Linked DNA regions of Nomascus leucogenys: region 2 is linked to region 1. Evidence: chromatin contacts called from public Hi-C data. All regions are on one chromosome and are shown on one strand. Each heading gives the region's core, a stretch centred on a gene start, on an enhancer-like site or on the middle of the called end of the contact. The rest is flanking DNA. Distances are from core to core; before and after follow the strand shown. Region 1 overlaps GNG7 (guanine nucleotide-binding protein G(I)/G(S)/G(O) subunit gamma-7). Region 2 holds the start of GADD45B (growth arrest and DNA damage-inducible protein GADD45 beta).

Region 1 (6,782 bases), core at 3,273-5,772:
AGATAGTTTTTGTATTGTTAATAGAGACGGGGTTTCACCGTGTTGGCCAAGCAGGTCTCAAACTTGTGGCCTTAAACGATCCTCCTGCCTCAGCCTCCTGAAATGCCGGGATTACAGGTGTGAGCCACCACGCCTGGCCAAATCTCACTTTTTTTTTTTTTTTTTTGAGGCAGAGTCTTGCTTTGTTGCCCAGGCTGGAGTGCAGTGGCGTGATCTTGTCTCACTGCAACCTCTGCCTCCTGGGTTCAAGTGATCCTCCTGCCTCAGCCTCCCAAGTAGCTGGGATTACAGGTGCGCGCCATCACGCCCAGGCTAATTTTTGTATTTTTAGTAGAGATGGGGTTTCACCATGTTGGCCAGCATGGTCTCGATCTCCTGACCTCGTGATCTGCCTGCCCTGGCCTCCCAAAGTGCTGGGATTACAGGTGTGAGCCACCACATCCAGCCAAAATCTCACTCTTATAAGGACATTTGTAATTGTTTAGGGTCCACCTGGAGAACCCAGGATACTCTGCCATCTGAAGATCCTTCATATAATCACTTCTACAACCTCTTTGTCATATAAGGGAAAATTCACAGGTTCCAGAGATTTGGGAGCCAATATCTTTGGGGGCATTACTCACACTACATACAAAGTCTCTTTTCAGGGCAAACATAGATGCTCACAGGAGATGCCTCCGTGCCCTGCAGCCGGGCAAGCTTCCAAGCAAGCAAGCCGCTTGTAAGAGTCAGGAGGAGGCTGGGTGGCTCACGCCTGTCATCCCAGCACTGTGGGAGGCTGAGGTGGGTGGATTGCTTGAGCCCAGGAGCTTGAGACCAGCCTGGGCAACACAGTGAGACCCCATCTCCACAGAAAATACAAAAATTAGCTGGGCGTGGTGGTGTGCACCTGTAGTCCTCGGGGGGCTGAGGTGGGAGGATCACTTGAGCCCAGGAGTTGAAGGCTACAGTGAGCTGAGATTGCACCACTGCACTCCAACCTGCGTGACAAAGTTAGACTCTGTTTCTGGCCGGGTGCAGTGGCTCATGCCTGTAATCCCAGCACTTTGGGAGGCTGAGGTGGGTGGATCACCTGAGGTCAGGAATTCGACACCAGCCTGACCAACAGATGGGGAGAAACCCCATCTGTACTAAAAATACAAAAATTAGCTGGGTGTGGTAGCGCATGCCTGTAATCCCAGCTATTCAGGAGGCTGAGGCAGGAGAATCGCTTGAACCCGGGAGGTGGAGGTTGTGGTGAGCCGAGATTGTGCCACTGCACTCCAGCCTGGGCAACAAGAGTGAAACTCCGTCTCAAAAAAAAATTAATTAATTAATTAATTAAAAAAGTTAGACCCTGTCTCAAAAATAAAAAGTCGGGACGAGGGAAGGCAGCCAAGGCAAGGAAGACCAACAACATGCTCAGATGGTGCAGTCTCTTTGGAACATTCCAAAACTAAACTGGGAAGGTTCCCATTCTCGGTGATGACAAGTTTCTGGGACTAGATAGATAGTGCTGGTGTTTGCATGCAGCATTCATGTAAATAATGCCACGGACTTGCAAACTTCTGAACAGTAAACAAGGGCCGGGCACCGTGGCTCATGCCTGTAATCCCAGCACCTCAGGAGGCCGAGGCGGGGGGATCATTTGAGCCCAGGATTTGGGTAACATAGTGAGACCCTGTCTCTACGAAAAATTTAAAAATTAGCTGGATGTGGTGGGTGTGTGTCTGTAGTCCCAGCTACTCAACAGGCTGAGGTGGGAGGATCACTTGAGCCCAGGAGGTTGAGGCTGCAGTGAGCTGTGATTGCACCACTGCACCCCAGCCTGGATGACAAGCAAGACCCTGTGTCAAAAAAAAAAAAAAAAAAAAAGAAGAAGAAGGAGGCCAGGTGTGGTGGCTCACACCTGTAATCCCAGCACTTTGGGAGGCCGAGGCAGGTGGATCATCTAAGGTCAGGAGTTCAAGACCAGCCTGACCAACATGGAGAAACCCTAACATTTTTAGTCTCTACTAAAAATTCAAAAAATTAGCCAAGCATGATGGCAGGTGCCTGTTATCCCAGCTACTTGGGAGGCTGAGGCAGGAGAATCGCTTGAACCTGGGAGGCAGAGGTTGCAGTGAGCCGAGATCGCACCACTGCACTCCAGCCTGAGCAACAAGAGTGAAACTCCATCTCAAAAAGAAAAAAAAAAAAAAGACTAAAATGGTAAAAAAAAAAAAAAAAAAAAAAAAAAAAAAAGGAAAAAGAAAAAGAAATACGTATTAGGACGGGGCAAGCTAAACTACATTGTTATGTATTTTAACAACATATAAAACCCACCTGGGGCCAGTCTGCAAGTACCTCCCATGTAGGCTCAGCCTGGCACTGGAACCCCGTGCCCTCCGCCCCCCGCCCCTCCCAGTGGCATCTCTGCTTCTCACTTCAGAGGCAGAGCTGTGATCGTCGGCACTGGGAAGGAGCGTGCGGTGTCAGCACACACCGGCGCTCACCAACGACACAGCATAGAGGCTTTCTAGGGAGCGGTCCCCCCAGGACAGCAATGCTTTCAGGCGACAGCGACACAGGGCAGCAACACCAGTTCCCTCCTGGCAGGCAGCCAGACGCACACACGCACGCAGACCACGCCATCCAGAAAGTTCACCTGCGACCTGAGACGCAGCTCTTTGAGGGAGATCAGAAGACCAGATGGTATTTGAGAGAAAAAAAAAAAGGTTAAGGCAAGTGAGTGGGAAGGTGGAGGAAGAAAATAAATAAATAAAGGTTAGGCTGAGGTCGCCGCCCTGCCACCCATGACACAGAGCGTGCCACGTCGGTTTCACACCTAAAAGTCAGAACAATTCGCAGGTGGCGAAGAGTGGGTGGAGGAAAAGAGCGGGGATGTCTGAGGAGCAGAAAGACCGAAACCCAAGAGTAATATCTGATGCAGAGAGGTTCTGCCCACATGGGATCTGCCCCTGGGAAAAAAAAAAAAAAAATCTCTGAAGTCCCTGCAAGGCAAGGCCTGCGGGCTGGAGGGACAGGCTCTTCACACACACAGGAGGACACAGATCGTCCCTGGAGGTGGGCAACCCGGCAGGCACGCTGACGGCCTCGGTGCAGCTCCCCTGCAGCCCCAAATGACGCAGGTCAGTAATCCAGGGACAGGGAGCAGGCTCACGTGTCCCCAGATGCAGGCACACCTGTGCCGCTTTAGTCATCTGCAGAGTCACGAGACCAGCAACCTGGAGGAGCTCCCCTGGCTGCCAACGGACACCCCAGGGCAAGGGGCCGGGTGCCTCCCGGGCAACCCCCCTCTCTGCAGCAGGGGATACAGATGGCAGAGTCTCAAAGGCCTTCCCTGCGTGGGGCAGACACAGAGGACACGCTCTCCCGGGGCCTGCACTGAGGCTGTCAGAGGGCCTGCTGGGCTCCCCGCTCCAGGTAACCCTGTCTGCTGGCACTGAGGGCCTCAGCAGACCCCTGTAGGCCTGCGACCACTGCCAAAATTGGTGTGCCTTCTCCAAAGCCACCTTCTGACCCGCTTTTGAAAGAAATTGAGGTAAGGTTTGCATAATGTAAAATTAAGCATTTTAAAGTGAACAATTCAGTGGCATTCAACACATTCACAACATTGTACAAACATCATGCCTACCTAGTTCTTGTACATTCTCTCTCTCTTTTTTTTTTTTGTTGTGAGACAGGGTCTCGCTCTATCTTCCAGGCTGGAACGCAGTGGCGCGATCTTGGCTCACTGCAACCCTCTGCCTCTCAGGTTCAAGCAATCCTCCTGCCTTAGCCTCCCAAGTAGCTGGGATTACAGGCACGAACCACCACACCTGGCTAATTTTTAATTTTTCATAGAGATGGGGGTCTCACTATGTTGCCAAGGCTGGTCTTGAACTCCTAGCCTCATGATCCTCCCACCTCAGAGTCCTGTGGAGCTGGGACTACAGGCACGTACCACCCCACCCAGCTAATTTTTGTTTTACACTAAAGTATTATTTCATCTTGGTCACTGAGGTTTTTTAGCGCCCCCTTCAATTTTGTGCCCAGTGTGAGTACATTGCTTGCCTGACCCTGGTCCTGCCCTGGGATTTGGGAGCCGACAGGTCCGGGTAACAACTGCAGTTTAGCCGCTCACTTGCTGGAGGACCTCAGGCTCTCTTCCGTGAGCCTCATTTTGGCCATTTCTGGAATCCCGCTGTGCAGGACAGCTGGGTGGATTGCAGTGATGTTTGGGCACCACGTCCTGAGTGCCAGAGCAGACAGGGTCCCGCCTGTTACCATCTTGGACTTCCAGCCTCCAGAACCGAGAGAGAGAAGAAATCTCTGTTGCTAAAGCCCTCCAGCCTGTGGCTTGAAGTTACAGAACCCCAGCAAACCATCACGCTGGGTTAAGGCAACTAGTCCCCAGAGCTCACAGCTGCAGACTGGCCACCGTAGGACAATCCAGTGGGACCTGGGGGTGCCTCTGGCCTATTGGGGGACCCTCGGTGAGCCAATGAACTCAGTGCACTTCTAGAGCTCCTTGACCACGAGTGAGGAAATTGAACGGTACAGGAAAAGCAGGTGAGTGTGCACTTTAAACAGCCAAGGTCTGTCACCACCACCGAGCACCTGCCAGGCTCCCCGCCCAGTGCTCCCAAAAGCGGAGGGCCCCCTCCCTCCCCTAAACTCTCAGAGGTTAATATCACCGGGTCAAGATGATGACAGCATGGGGAAGCCTCTGGCAACGGCCTTGCCCCGGGGGACAGCTCAGGTGGCCTCGGATAACATGACAAAGACCTTCTTTATTTATTATTATTATTATCGCTTTTGAGACAGGGTCTCGCTCTGTCGCCCAGACTGGAGTGCAGTGGTGCAATCATGGCTCACTGCAGCCTCAGCCTCCTGGACTCAAGCAATCCTCCTGCCTCAGCCTCCCGAGCAGCTTGGACTATAGGTGTGCACTGCCATACCTGGCATTTTTTTTTTAAATTTTTATTTATTATTATTTTTTTTTGAGACAGAGTCTTGCTCTGTCGCCCAGGCTGGAGTGTAGTGGTGTGATCCTGGGTCATTGCAACCTCTGCCTCCCGGGTTCAAGCGATTCTCCTGCCTCAGCCTCCTGAGTAACTGGGATTACAGGCAACTGCCACCACGCTCAGCTCATTTTTGTATTTTCAGTCGAGACGGGGTTTCACCATGTTGGCCAGGCTGATCTCAAACTCCTGACCTCAGGTGATCCTCCCGCCTCCCAAAGTGGTGGGATTACAGGCATGAGCTACCACGCCCGGCCACTAATTTTTTTTATTTTTTAGTAGAGACGGGGTCTTGCTATCTTGTCCAGGCTGGTCTCAAACTCCTGGGCTCAAGCGATCCTTCCGCCTCAGCCTCCCAAAGTGCTGGGATTACAGGCGCGACAGACCCTCTTTTACTGTTGCAAGATGCTGACAGGTTTCAGAAGAGGTTTGAACCAAATTGGCCCCAGGGACCCAGGTGGCCCCTGGGATACGTTTCTCCCAGGCCAGGTTTGGTTTCGGTCGGCCTGAGCGTGCAGACACCTGTCTCCTGGGCACTAAACTTGACACTCTCAGTTCCTATCAGGCAGTGTGTGTGTGTGGGGGGGAGGGGGTTGGGGGGGGACGGGGCTCACGTGCCAGGCTTGGGGAAACGTCCTAAACATTCTCAGAAACGACCACGCCCGGCACCTGCCTTGGATGGCTTCCCTCTCGCACTCTGCTTTCTGGGAAGTGGGCCCCTCGCCCCGGGTGCGGCGCCCAGGGTTCCCCGCCACCCCGACCCTTACTAAGCCGCTCAGCCCAGGGATCCAGGGCCCTGGCGAGACAGCCTGGGAGACGCAGAGTGGGAAATGATGACTGAGAGCTGGTATCGCGAATGTCTACACGCAGACTGACTTCAGGGGCGAGGAATTCCGCCTGGCGAGCGTCTAGACTGCGGTGTTTCTGGGACGCTGGGAGCTGGAGCCAGGACAGGTCTCCCGGGAGCTGGGCTGTGCTGCCACCTGCTGGTCATGGCCCGACAGGCGGCCTCGCTGTCACCACTGAGTGAGCTCGAGGTGCCCCGTCCCAGGACCGTGGCAGGAGGGGGTCCCGTCCTGCGTGGGGCTTGACGTCAGGTGGGCAAGACGGTGCATAGCCTGAATCTATTTAATGATTTATTTGATAATACCATTTAAAAATCTCTCTTAGGCCGGGTGCGATGGCTCACGCCTGTAATCCCAGCACTTGGGGAGGCCAAGGTGGGAGGATCACTTGGGCTCAGAAAGTGGAGACCAGCCTGGCCAACAGAGCAACACCAGCTCTCTACAAAGATTTAAAAATTAGCCAGGTGTGCTGGCGGGCGCCTGTAATCCCAGCTATGCAGGAGACCGTGGCAGGAGAATCGCTCGAACCCGGGAGGTGGAGGCTGCACTGAGCCTCGATTGCGCCATTGCTCTCCAGCCTGGGCGACAGAGTGAGATTCTGTCTCTAAAAAAATAAAAAGTAAAAGTAAAAATAAATAAAAATAAAAATCTTTTTTTTTTTTTTTTTTGAGACAGAGTCTCGCTCTGTCACCAGGCTGGAGTGCAGTGGTGCGATCTCAGCTCACTGCAACCTCCACCTCCCGGGTTTAAGTGATTCTCCTGCCTCAGCCTCCCAAGTAGCTGGAACTGCAGGCACCTGCCACCACGCCCAGCTAATTTTGGTATTTTTAGTAGAGACGGGGTTTCACCATGTTGGCCAGGATGGTCTCGATCTCTCGACCTCGTGATCCGCCTGCCTTGGCCTCCCAAAGGGCTGGGACTACAGGTGTGAGCCAGCGCACCGGGCCAAATC
Region 2 (7,570 bases), core at 213-2,712, 140 kb before region 1:
CGTCCGTCCCTCTCTTCCGGCGCTGAGGGCGCAGAAACTCGGCGCGGCCACCAGATGGCGCCACCGCGCCTCGCAGCCCCGGGACATTTCGTGCCCCAGCGGTGGGCGGCGCGGAGGAGGCGGGATGCGTCAGCCGGGCCCGCGGGCCGGGGAGCCGGGCAACCGGGGAAACCGAGCCGCCGGGCGGAGGCCAGACCCCAGGCTGGCGGGGGAGGGGACTCAGATGTGAGTCACCCGGGAGCCCCCAGTCGACCGTGGGAGACGTTGTCATGCGGGGCCTGCCAGCCTCGCTCCTGAACAGCCTTCCCGGGGCGGCGGAGTCCTGCAGGCGGCCGTGCCTGGCGCACACGCGTGGCTCCAACACGAACTAGACTGTGGCCTCACCAAGCCTCAGTTTCCCCTTTTGCATAATGCACATAAGCATCCCCCCTGCTTCCCAGGTCTTGGATTAAATCATCCATGAATCGGGAGGGGTGGGGGGTGCCAGGTCCGCACCACGCACTCAATGCAGGTCAGCGCCCACCCCGGAGTGAGAAATAAAAGTGGCCGTCATCCTTGCACGTGGGCCCTGGGTGGCGGCGTGCAGCCGGAGCCTGCACCATTCCCCTCAACAATGGCTTTCTCCCGGGCCTGGAGGCCTCCGCACGGGCAAAGGCTGGAACGCCAGGCAGCCGGCGGAGGCGGGGCCGTGCCACCTGCACCTCCCACGCGCACCCCACCCTGAAACTCACGGGGTCGGCGAGGGGGCGCCCGCTTTCTTCTCCAGAACGACCCGGGCTTTGCAACCTCCCACTTTCGGGGCCCTCGAGGAGGCCTCCCGCGACCACCAGGTGACAGCTGATGTGTATTGGGTGCTTACTGTCAGCCGTATTTTATGTCATGCTCTGCAAACCAGCGAGGCCGGCGCTGCAGACCCATTACTCAGACGGGAACAGAGAGGCCGGGAGAAGCGAAATCACCCAGGGGCTGGGGTCGTCGCAGCCAGGAGACACTCCGGCCCTCACCACCACCTGGGCGAGATCAGGCTGCAAACGGGGCCCCTTCGCGGTGCAGCCCCTCCATCCCCAGCAGAACTTGGGAAAGGCGCGGTCCGGGACTCTCCGCGGATCGGGAGGGGATTCCAGGCCCCCCCGAAAGTCCGGGCCGCCTCGCGCGCTGGAAATCCCGCGCGCGCCCCGAACCGCGGCTCGGCTGCCGGGAAATCAGGAGAAAAAAACTTCTGCTTTTTTTTTCTTTTCTGGCATTCGCGGTCACCTACCCGGCCCCCGCGCGCCCTCCTCCCGGTTCTCGCCCCCACGTGGGGCGCCCCCGCACGGCGCTCCTCCCCCTCCCCTCCGTCGGCCAACCGCAGAGCTGGCTGCACTCGCCCTCGTCTTTCCACCAATAGGAGGGGCGAATGACTCCACTGAGGCGGCACCCCAGTGTTCAAGTCTATAAAAGTCGGTGCCGGAGGCTCCCGGCTCAGATCGCCGAAGCGTCGGACTGCCGTTGGTTTCTGCAACTTCCTGGATTATCCTCGCCAAGGACTTTGCAATATTTTTTTCCGCCTTTTCTGGAAGGATTTCGCTGCTTCCCGAAGGTCTTGGACGAGCGCTCTAGGTCTGTGGGAAGCTTTTGGGCTCTCTGGCTCGGATTTTGCAATTTCTCCCTGGGGACTGCCGTGGAGCCGCGTCCACTGTGGATTATAATTGCAACATGACGCTGGAAGAGCTCGTGGCGTGCGACAACGCGGCGCAGAAGTAAGTAGCCGGGGCTGCCGCCGCCTGAGGTCGGCCAGGACCGGATGGGTCGGGTTGGCCCGGGCCGGGAGCGGAACGTAGCACCCGGTGGTCCGCCCGTCACTGATTCCTCTCTCCTGGTCTCAGGATGCAGACTGTGACCGCCGCGGTGGAGGAGCTTTTGGTGGCCGCTCAGCGCCAGGATCGCCTCACAGTGGGGGTGTACGAGTCGGCCAAGTTGATGAATGTGTGAGTCAGACCCCCTCCCCGGGCTGGTTGCGGGTGGGACGGGACCTCCCCTCTGCTCTGGACGCTTTCCACACGCTTGTCTTGCATGGAGCTGGGACTTCCCCAAGTGTCCCCCGCTGTGGATGCAGAGCTTCTCTGCCGTTTTGTGGATGGGGGGCTGCCGTATCCTCATGTATCGTCTGCAAACGCCTCTCCCGCTGTGGGCCTGTCTCCCCCCACCCCATACTTTGAACCGGGTGCTCTCCCCTCCCCCCACCGTCACCAGCTTGCAGAGGCAATCCCCTGCACCCTTGCAGTTTCTCTTTTGCTCTTGCACGCTCCTTTTTTGCAAACTCCCCCTGCACGGTGGCCTCTCCCCTGTCCCCAGCTGACCCATCCCTTCCCTTTGGCCCCCTCAGGGACCCAGACAGCGTGGTCCTCTGCCTCTTGGCCATTGACGAGGAGGAGGAGGATGACATCGCCCTGCAAATCCACTTCACGCTCATCCAGTCCTTCTGCTGTGACAACGACATCAACATCGTGCGGGTGTCGGGCATGCAGCGCCTGGCGCAGCTCCTGGGAGAGCCGGCCGAGACCCAGGGCACCACCGAGGCCCGAGACCTGCATTGTCTCCTGGTCACGGTGAGTCGGGCCTCTGCCCTGCCCCGCCACGCCCGGGCACCTGGGCCGGTGTTTGTCAACAAAGTGGGGCTGACTGGTCCTGCACAGCTCAGCGCTCAACCACGCTTGGCATGTCCCGTGGGCAGCCGGGCTGGGGCCTCCTCACCCAGGGAGCTATTTTGAGCCTGCCTGTTTTCCCCACACAGGGGCCCCGGGAGAGGGAGGCTCGCACTAAACCCCTTCTTTTCCCTCCTACAGAACCCTCACACAGACGCCTGGAAGAGCCACGGCTTGGTGGAGGTAGCCAGCTACTGCGAAGAAAGCCGGGGGAACAACCAGTGGGTCCCCTACATCTCTCTTCAGGAACGCTGAGGCCCTTCCCAGCAGCAGAATCTGTTGAGTTGCTGCCAAAAACAAAAAATAAAATAAATATTTGAACCCCCCTCCCCCCCAGCACAACCCCCCCAAAACCACCCAACCCACCAGACCATGGGGGCAGAGTCGTTGGAGACTGAAGAGGAGGAGGAGGAGAAGGGGAGTGAGCGGCCGCCCCCAGGGCGGAGATCCGGGAGCTGGAGGCCGCCGATCCGATGGAGGAGAAGGGGGGACCCAGGCCAGCAGGAGACAGGACCCCGAAGCTCAGGCCTTGGGATGGAGCAGAAGCCGGAGTGGTGGGGCACGCTGCCGCCTTCCCCATCACGGAGGGTCCAGACTCTCCACTCGGGGGTGGAGTGAGACTGACTGCAACCCCCACCCCCCTTGGGACTGGAGCTGGCGTCTGCAGACGAGAGACTTGATTGAACTTGGTTGGTCCTTGTCTGCACCCTCGACAAGACCACACTTTGGGACTTGGGAGCTAGGGCTGAAGTTGCTCTGTACCCATGAACTCCCAGTTTGCGAATTATAAAGACAATCTATTTTGTTACTTGCACTTGTTACTCGAACCACTGAGAGCGAGATGGGAAGCACAGATATCTATATTTTTATTTCTACTATGATGGCCTTGTAATAAATTTCTAAAGCCTCTGGTTGCTTGTATGTTTTCGGCTTCTGAGAACAACTAGGACTCCTGCCCCCTCCGCAGGGACACGCTTCACCCCCCCGCCCCCAACGCCCGCCACCTCACCAGGAAGTGTTACTTAAGCCCCTGTTAGCAGTTCCAGGCTCCCATGCAAAAACAGTACCTCTTCTCTCTGCAGCAGGCGCCGCCACCGACTCCAACAAATCCATGCCTCTTTTTTTTTTTCTTTCTTCTCCTCCTACCCTGTAGCAATTAAGAGACCGGTTTATTACGAAACCTGGCCGCCGTGCCACCGCTGTTACTGGCTGTGCAGGAGCCAACCCCAAGCTCTGGGCACATACGGAGGCATTTCGGCGGGAGGGGGTGCTGGCTGCAGCCCCTGACCGCCTAGGCGGCCGCCGCAGCCCAAGGTCCGGAGCGGTCAAGGGGGCACCTGGGACCACACAGCGAGGTGAGCTCAGGGCTTGCAAGGAAGAGCTCGTTTGGAGGATTCCCCAGGGAGTGCCCCCCGCCCACCACAGCCTTCTCCATCCCAGGATAGGCCTCTCTTTTGCACTAAAGAAAAAAACTTTTTTTTTTTTATTTCCGCAAACTAAAATCAACAAGCAGAAAAATACCCCAGGAAGTCGGCCTCCGGGCCAGCTGGGCTTGGCACAGTGCTGCGTTTTGCCTCTAAACCGAAACTGCGAGCCCTGGCCAGCCACCTCCTACTTCTCCCAAAGTTGCAGGCGCGGTGGTGACTCCCCCTGCCCCGGGCTGGGAGCGCGGCCCAGCCCTAACGTGCCCGGCCTCAGTCTTCCCGCCCCGGGTCTGCAGGGTGGGCCTCCCTGGCCAGGCGCCGGGATGACCTTGGGCGCTCTGCCCTGCAGCCCCAAGCCTGGGAACTAGGGGGGAGTGGGGAGGGGGTGGGGTGGTCCTGCCCGCAGGCCGCGACCTTTCCACGGAGCCTCACGTGGGCGCATGAGGAAAACCCCAGCGGCTCCCTAGGAGTCACGGGGATCGGGGGAGCCCCGACGGGGGACGGAGAGAGAGGGAGGGGGAAGTCCCAGAGGGAGAAGGGGGGAGGGGAGAGGATCCCGCCTGGGGCTAGGAGGAGGGGAGAACTGAAGTGGGGAGAGGGGAGCCCAAGAAGGGGAAGGGGAATCCCCCACAGCCCTGAACCAACAGGGAAACCCCGGGAGGGGAGTAGACAGGTAGAAAGAGTCCCGAAGGTGTTGGGGGAGGGGAGAATGGAGGCGAAGAGGCGGGAGGCCCGAGGGGGTAGGGGGTGATGGAGTGGGGATCCCTGAGATGGAGCCCAAGAGGGGAGAGCACCTGGGAAGAGTGACAGAGGGCGAGGGGCTCTTGAGGGATTGGGATGCGGGAGAACATGGGGGGGCCAAAACCCAAGGGGGCTCCAGGTGGGGAAGGACCAGGTGGGGCAAGGGTCTGCCTAGCGGCGGCCTGGAAAAGCTCTGGCTTTTCTTTTTCTTTCTTTTGAGACAGTCTCACTCCATCGCCCAGGCTGGAGTGCAGTGGCGCGATCTCGCCTCATTGCAGCCTCCACCTCCTGGGTTCAAGCGATTCTCCTGAGTAGCTGGGACTACAAGCACCCGTCACCACGCCCAACTAATGTTTGTATTTTTAGTAGAGATGGGGTTTCACCATGTTGGCCAGGCTGGTCTCAAACTCCTGACCTCACGCCCGACTTGGCCTGCAAAATGCTGAGATTACAGGTCTGAGCCACCGCTCCAGTCTCTGGCTCTTCCATTGGTCAAGCTCCTAGGGTAGGGAGGCGAGGCCAGCTGGGAGGGCTATGCCCCCAGGGATGGGATGGTCTGTCTCCTTCCGGATTGTTCCATTCTTGCTCTCTGGAACAGTGCAGCAGGATCTCAGGCTCCTGAACCCCAAGCGGAGACAGGGCATGGAGGGGCCCCAGTGGTGGGACCCTCAGCCAGGACCCTCACCTGTCTGTGCCTCAGTTTCTCCCTCTGAAAAATGGGGATAATGCTACCTAGCTCATAGATTGTTGAGGAGAGTAAATGATATATAGATTCCTGGGCCGGCCCTGTGGCTCACTCTCTGTAATCCCAAGACTTTGGGAGGCTTGGGGGAGGTGGGAGGAATCCCTGAACCCAGGAGTTCGAGACCAGCATGGGCAAACACAGGGAGATCCAGATCTCTACAAAAAAATTTAAAAATTAGCTGGGCATGGTGGTGTAGGCCTGTGCTACTTGGGAGCCTGAGGCGGGAGGAGCACTTGAGCCCTGGAGATTGAGGCTGCAGTGAGCTGTGATCACACCACCACACTCCCGCCTGGGTGAAAGGGTGAGACTCTGTCTCAAAACAAACAAACAAACAGACCCTGAAATATAGATTCTTTGACCAGCTTCCTTCAATGTACTTCCAGAATCATGGGTTTTTTTTCCAATTTTTAAAAGATTATTCATTTAAAAATTTTAGATTTAGCTGGGCGCAGTGGCTCACACCTGTTATGGTTTGAGTTCTGTCCCCCACAAAAGATGTGGAAGGCTGGGCGCAGGGGCTCACGCCTGTAATCCCAGGACTTTGGGAGGCCAAGGTGGGTGGATCATTTGAGGTCAAGAGTTCGAGACCAGCCTGGCCAAGAGGGTGAAACCCTGTCTCTACTAAAAATACGAAAGTTAGCTGGGTGTGGTGGCAGGCGCCTGTAGTCCCAGCTACTCAGGAGGCTGAGGCAGGAGAATTGCTTGAACCCAGGAGGCGGAGGTTGCAGTGAGCAGAGATCCTGCCACTGCACTCCGTCTCAAAAAAAAAAAAGAAAAAGAAAAAAATTAAAAAAGAAAAACAACGAAAAAGAAGCAGGGTCATGCTCTGTTGCTCAGGCTGGAGTGCAGTGGCTTGACCGTGGCTTACTGCAGCCTCGACCTCCTGGGCTCAAGCAATCCTCCAGCCTCAGCCTCCTGAGTAGCTGGGACTAAAGGTGCACACCACCATGCCTAGCTATTTGTTACTTTTTTTGTAGAAATGGGGTCTCATTGGCCAGGTGCGGTGGCTCACGCCTGTAATCCCAGCACTTTGGGAGGCCGAGACAGGCTGATCACCAGGTCAGGAGATCGAGACCATCCTGGCTAATACGGTGAAACCCCATCTCCACTAAAAATACAAAAAAATTAGCTGGGCGTGGTGGCGGGCGCCTGTGGTCCCAGCTACTCAGGAGGCTGAGGCAGGAGAATGGCGTGAACCCGGGAGGTGGAGCTTGCAGTGAGCCGAGATTGCGCGACTGCACTCCAGCCTGGGCGACAGAGCAAGACTCTTGTCTCAAAAAAAAAAAAAAAAAAGAAAAAGAAAAAAAATGTGGTCTCACTATATTACCCAGGCTGGCCTCAAACTCCTGGCCTTAAGTGATCTTCCAGCCGCGGCCTCCCACGGTGTTGGGATTACAGGCGGGAGCCACCGCACCCGGCCCTCTCCTGTTGTTAGTACTATTGCAGGTGTTATTGTTGTTGTCATTTATGAAAGTATTCCACGGTCTCCCTGACCGAAGCCAGGGATGTACAGGAACTGGCTTCGAAGGCTGCTGTTTCATTGAATTAATAATAGCAGCTACGTTGACTCAATGTTCTCTGGGACTCAGCTGTAAACACCTATAAACTTATCACGGCCCCGTAAGGAAGATGCTGTTGTCCCATTTTCCCAAAGAAGAGACTGAGGCTCAGAGTGGAGGAGCCGCAGCCTGGCTAGGAGTCTTGAATTGTCGGTGTCTGGCTTGTCAGTCTCTGGGGAAAACTCTGGGTTGGGGGAACCCGGGGGATGCAACACCCCTGGCTCCCCAGACCCCCTCAAGTTCACGCTGGGTTAGGAAGGAGTAGTCACAGGGCACCAAGGCTCAGTCAGCTGGCACAGGCTGTTCTGGGCTCCCGCACTCAGGACTGGATGCCAGGATACACGTGTGTATTCCTTGGACGACAGTAAGTGGAAGAGTTGGCAGTGCCCACCGCAGGTTGCAGGCAGACACGCTTCC

Evidence for each region. Hi-C and Micro-C count contacts between places; a contact is called where the count stands out from the background.
Region 2: a Hi-C map of a lymphoblastoid cell line shows a contact between it and region 1, with 11 times the contacts expected there. The contact joins the promoter of GADD45B here to the enhancer-like site in region 1. A contact is called at or near these places in 4 of 4 Hi-C or Micro-C datasets (a lymphoblastoid cell line and an unstated tissue).

What each region holds. Positions count from the first base shown.
Region 1 is chr17:93,167,976-93,174,757 of Asia_NLE_v1, reverse strand. All of the region lies in intron 2 of GNG7 (guanine nucleotide-binding protein G(I)/G(S)/G(O) subunit gamma-7), which reads right to left. Among named protein-coding and RNA genes, the nearest start is that of GNG7, 91 kb to the right of the region's middle. Within about 2 kb of position 4,522, the one cell type or tissue checked has an H3K27ac peak away from gene starts, as active enhancers do. A contact at or near this core is called in a lymphoblastoid cell line, where this site is marked.
Region 2 is chr17:93,299,325-93,306,894 of Asia_NLE_v1, reverse strand. It overlaps GADD45B (growth arrest and DNA damage-inducible protein GADD45 beta), which reads left to right and starts at 1,462. Exons shown (of 4, transcript XM_030795938.1): 1 at 1,462-1,739; 2 at 1,866-1,967; 3 at 2,366-2,588; 4 at 2,826-3,595. The coding sequence starts at 1,696. The coding sequence ends at 2,939.